Regions from separate parts of the Mus musculus genome. Here region 2 is linked to region 1. Evidence: chromatin contacts called from public HiCAR-type data. All regions are on one chromosome and are shown on one strand. The core of a region is the stretch at or near the end of the contact, and the rest is flanking DNA. Distances in the headings are between cores, read along the strand shown. Region 1 overlaps Gm30784 (a long non-coding RNA gene). Region 2 has its middle 33 kb from the start of Gm6614.

What was found. HiCAR-type assays count read pairs that join an accessible place to other places.
Region 2: a HiCAR-type map of kidney shows a contact between it and region 1, with 4 times the contacts expected there. The contact joins two enhancer-like sites. A contact is called at or near these places in 5 of 484 Hi-C or Micro-C datasets (brain, embryonic stem cells, liver and 2 more) and 2 of 115 datasets of contacts at active chromatin or transcription factors (kidney and neural progenitor cells).

The regions. Positions count from the first base shown.
Region 1 is chr6:141,870,870-141,873,569 of GRCm38.p6, reverse strand. All of the region lies in intron 2 of Gm30784 (a long non-coding RNA gene), which reads right to left. Among named protein-coding and RNA genes, the nearest start is that of Gm30843, 3.8 kb to the left of the region's middle. Within about 2 kb of position 1,424, at least 2 of the 459 cell types and tissues checked have an H3K27ac peak or open chromatin away from gene starts, as enhancers often do. A contact at or near this core is called in kidney, where this site is marked.
Region 2 is chr6:142,040,258-142,042,986 of GRCm38.p6, reverse strand. No RefSeq gene overlaps it. Among named protein-coding and RNA genes, the nearest start is that of Gm6614, 33 kb to the right of the region's middle. Within about 2 kb of position 1,431, at least 22 of the 459 cell types and tissues checked have an H3K27ac peak or open chromatin away from gene starts, as enhancers often do. A contact at or near this core is called in kidney, where this site is marked.

The sequences.
Region 1 (2,700 bases), core at 175-2,674:
AGGCATGTACCACCATTCTTGGACCTGAGCTGTTCTTTAATTTCAGAAATTGGGAGTTTAACTGGGTGGGGTCTTGCCCTGAGATCACCACCTCCTTTTTGCCATTTGATATCAGCCATTTCTTTCATCTGTTTATCTCCTTGAATTTAGGACTTAACTACATTCTTCTTCCTGATGCCCTCTTTCTCTTTAAACTGTACATTGTGTGTTCTTCTTTATTCAGCTTGCTCCTTTTCATTATGCATCTGCATAAAGAGCAAACCCTAATAACTGTGCTACGGAGCCAACACTACACTGTTTTGAGATTCTTCTGCCAACGCAGTTAATCTGAAAGTTTTCAGTTTGGTCTCAAGCAGACTTTTTTGAGGAACACTTGTGAATACACTGACTGCTAGTGTTTGAACAGGGTTTTCCCTTTCACATCTAGCATGGAAACTTAATTTCCACCATGAGCTGGTAAAAGAGATCATGACCTAGCAAGTCAGATCAGGGAGAAGTCATCACATGGGGTTCTGCCTTTTGAATGGATCAATTCATCCATATAATTAATGAAAGTTATTTTGAGTAACTGTGTTATAAAAGCCTAGGTTTCTTATGACTCTGTGTATTTCACTATAGGATTTCCTATGCTGCCAGCACTCCACAAATGTAAGGCCTTGTCCTACGTGAGATACATCATTCTTGGACAAAACCACTGGGGCCAAATAAACCTCTTTAAAATAGTAACATGAACAATATTTATTACTGTTTCATTGGCAGAAAAAAAAAGGACCAATATGCTAACCTGGATGCTTGTTACAGTTCTATCAAGTTACATGTGCTACCTAAATGCTACTATCTATCTACTATCCTGAGTTACTTTTCAGAGTTAAATCTCCACTTGAGTCTCAAAGAGCCTTGCTCTAAAATCTGTTTTCCTTTTTGTTCAAAGATTTATTTATTTTTATTTAGGTATATGTGATTTTTCCTGAATGTGTGTACATACAGTACATGTGGAGACCTAAAGAGGGAACTGGATCCTCAGAAATGGGAGTTACTGACCACTATGAGCTACCATGTGGGTGGTGGGCACCAAATCCAAGTCCCACACAAGAGCAGCAGGCACTTTTAACTGTTGAGCCATTAGTTCAACCCCTAGGAAAATGCCTCTCAGAGCCATCTGTGGCCACCAAGGGCCAGAGTCACAGAGGTTCTCAGAGCACTTAGGATAACAGGTTGTGTTTGGAATTCTACAGTGACGAACAGATGGAGGGCATGGTTGTAGACCTCATTTCTATGTCCTCTGAAGCAGGCTTATTTCTTCAAGTTTTTACAAAGTTCTCTTCTGTTATTTCCCTTGGAAATTCTGTTTTATTTTACTTAGTGTGAACTATCACTTTGCTGAAGTCTCAACAGTTATTTCAGAAGCATGTTAGCTTCACTATGGTTAAATATTAAACTTTGATTCTAGTGTGCAGGCATGGGGGCAAGAGAAAGGAGAAATGTAAAGGCAGTTTAAAATGTTGGCTTTGTAAATGAGAGATGAGTACACAGCTTGTCAAATGCTAAGTATATTTGTGAAGTGCTAACTTTATCATATAAAAGTTGCCAGAAGGCCTGTTTGGAAGACTGTTTTGTTTTGCCTGAAAAGATTCCGCAGCTTGTGAAACAGGTATTCATTCACCTGCAGTGCCAAGGTTTTCCAATTTAGTGACTTATTCACTGACACCTTTGTTAAAACAACTCACATGTTTGTACTTACGTTGACCTGGCTTTTCATCTTAAACAATTACTACTTGTGGGTTAAGACAACTCAGTAAACTAGTTAAAGTGCTTGCCAAGGAAGCATGATGACTTGCAGTGTGATCCTCAGAGCCCTGCTAAAACCAGGACCAGTGCGGTGGCAGAAAATCCCCGGAGACAGAGGATTCGCTGGGCAAACTGGCTAGTTAGACTAAAAGTGGGATTTGCTTTTGAGAACCTTTCTCAATAAACAAGGTGGAGAATGATCAAGGAAGATTCCCAACGTCAATAGGGTTCCACATGCACATGCCACACAGGTATACTCAGACACATGTGATCACACACACACACACACACACACACACACACACATTTACTTACATCCCATACCTCCTACCAGAAAACCCTTCCAAATATTTTCCATAAGATCTCATTGTATTAGTATCCTTTATATTTTTAATAGCTTTAATATCCTTAAGTAATCAGCTACTCATATTAATCGTGACATTTAATACATGACCTTCCCTGTCATGTTTAAATAATGCCTTTGTTTCTTCTTTTATTCCTGCCTTAACAGTTGTATTCACAGTCAATATTTTAAAATTTTACATACTCGGTGCATGTATAGATTATTTCATGTGTGTATCCATGTTAAACTGCATTGTCAGTTTGTAATTTGAGGTGGACATCTGAGTCTGTTTCAAGATAAGAAAATGCACACTGCACATATCTTGTGCTTCATTGACTTTGAAAACACATCTCATCCATATTCTCAGACTCAAAAATCAGTTGGGTTCACTGACTCCTCACTCACTTCTATTTTAATTTTGGCTTTAATCTTCATGGTAACTGTGTTTCGTTTTTCTATTCTTCTTGGGTGGCCCATGATGTTTTGATAACTTTGAGTTCTGTAGGTGATGTTGTCCCCATCAGTGAGGGAATGATGGACATATACATGCTGTCTTACATTCTGTTACC
Region 2 (2,729 bases), core at 182-2,681, 170 kb before region 1:
TATGAACACCAGCAAGTATTTGTATCCAAATTTTCCTGGTTTTACCTCTATGAAGTCCATTTCCTGATAGACTATTGGCTGGGTCCCTTTTAGTACCAGGGTTTTTCTCATTGGCAACCAGTTTAGCTGTTTTCAAATTGGCATCTTCAATTCTGATGTGGAACTGGCAGACTAAGTTCTGCATTTCCTAGACTTGTTGGTAGCTGACTTGGCTTGGTGGGCACTGTGGCTGGGAGCACAGAGAGGCTGTCTGTGGGAGATTAGGCTGCTGGCTCTTTAGGCAAAAGCATGTTCCATTGCTCCCCATGGTGGATCTCGATGAAAAGAGATGGTCCATGGTTTTCCTGGGTCTACTGCAATTAAGAACACAAGGGGCCCAATTTCTATGGCCACCCACTGGGCTGTAGTTTAGTCCTTCCTTCTGTCATTAGAAGGCCTCTCACCTTATAAATAGCCCCAGGGATATGAGCAGAAGCAAAGGCACACTGGCTATCTGTGTCTCTTGTCTTTTCTCAGCACCTTGGTCAGAGCTACCATTTCAGCTTTCTGGGCTGACATTCCTGCCAGGAGTGGTTCTGCCCATATGATCTCAGTGTTTGAGACCACCACTGCCCTACCATACTTCTGTCCATCCCAAATGAGGCTATTGTCATTGGTGAACCATGTTACCTCTACAACCATCTGAACAGTCATGCAGCGACCCATCAATGGAGCTCAGGGTCAGGCATCGGGCAGCTGAAAAGTTATCCTGGGGGCATTCAAGAAAAGAGGCTGGTGATGAGTCATTCTGACATCATCTTTAACCAGGAGGTCACTGCTGCACTGATGTGTGAACACTGTGAGGGGCAGCTTCTGTTAATTGGTGACACATTGGCCATTGGCTGATGCCAGGGTCCCAATTTTGAGAATGTATCCCCAGGTCTAGGGCGATCACTTGCAGTTGGCAGAGTAAGGTCATTTTAGTGGAGGCTCAATAGTCCAAATATTTCAGGGCCTCTAAGATGTCTTGAGTTTTTGTTTTGTTTCTGTTGCCAGTGGAAAGTCATTCATTTACTTTTACTTCTAAGGTTACCCTGGGTTTGGGGAGGGGGTGCTTTTGATCTCCAGGGCCCCTTACCTCTTTCTTCTATTTCAGGTATCTTCTACTGTATTCTGGTTTAGTCTTGGCTGCCAACAGGATCTTTGACAAGTCCTGAGTCTGTTGCTTCTGTCCTCTCATCTGCTTCTCTTCTGTAGTCTCTCTTTTATTAAATATTTTCTCTGTCACTATCACTAAGTCCCTCAGACTCCTTTTTTCTAACCTCCTAACCCTCTGAAGCTTTTTCTTAATGTCTGTTGTTGCCTGATTAATAAAGCTAGTTTCTCTGCCTAATGTCATATACTCTGGCCAAATTTGTGGGCCATCTTGTGGCCACCTTGAGATTTGCCAGCAGAGCCTGAAGGTAGAACAAGAGCCTCCTCTTACCTTCAATGGTGTTAATATCCCAGTCTGGGTCAGTCATGGGAAAGCAAGCATATTTGGCAGGGGTGGGGGAGATCTCCTGTGGGTTCAGGAACCGGCTTCCTGGCCTCTTCTTTGGCGAAGGGGACCTGTCTCATCTGCCAATATGTCCGTCAAAGTCAAAGTCACTTTGTCAAAGTCATCTCATCAAAGTTACCTGTCAAGGTGATCTTGTCAAAGTTACTTGTCAAATTCATCTTGTCAAAGTCATCTCATAATGAGAAACACAGAGACAATATATAGAAACACAAATAAAACATAAAACTTTCCCTGTCTTTTGAGCAGAAACAAGAAACAGCCAGAAAGTAGCACTCATGAAAAAGATTTCTCTATGCCACCCAAAACTCAAGTCCACTTTTTTTCTCTATCGGGTAGAAATGAGAAATAACCAGAAAGTGGTGAGCATCCACAAGAAAAGAACCATATTGGTGGATGTCTTTGCTCCCTGAGCCCATGCCCACCCAATCCAGCCTCAGGACATCTCATGGCCCCGCTGTCGGCACAGCTCCCACATACATCTATCCTAACCACAAATGGCCTCGGAAACAAATTCACGGCCTTGTACCCAGAAGGATGTGACACCATTTAGAATCAGTGAACAGATAAAGGCACAACCAGAAACAAAAATCAACCAAAACCAGAAAAAAATACAGCCTGTAGTAACAAGAAACAACCAGACGGTGGCGCTCATAGAAGACGGATGTAGTGCCACTCTGTGAACAGAGAGCCAGTAACAAAACCCAAAACCATAAAAAATAAATAATAAACAAAACTACAGCCACCTGTAATAACAAGATCTAACCAGAAGGTGGCGCTCACACACCCTCAGTACAAATGTTTACTCAGACTTGGGAAAGTCACCATGGCAACATAAGTCATTTATCTTTACATAAGTTTTGTTAACGCTCTGTAGAACTCACAGAAAGTTTCTAACAGACAAATTAGCCGCCACATAAATCACAAGCTTTTGCGCCACTGCGCAAGTCCTCACCGAATCTGACCACATAGAAAATTTCTGACACTCGGATTTCTCAGCTTAGGTCTCAAACCTAGAAGAATCACCATGACAACACAAGCCACCAGGTTCCACACAAATAAATCATCTCAGCACGGTTGGAAGGGTTCCACATTTACCTCTTCAGAAGCTTGCTCCATTCTGCTTTGCAGATCTCACACAGAAAGCTCAGACAATTCAACTCTCAGACAGGGAACAAAAACAACGGAGTTT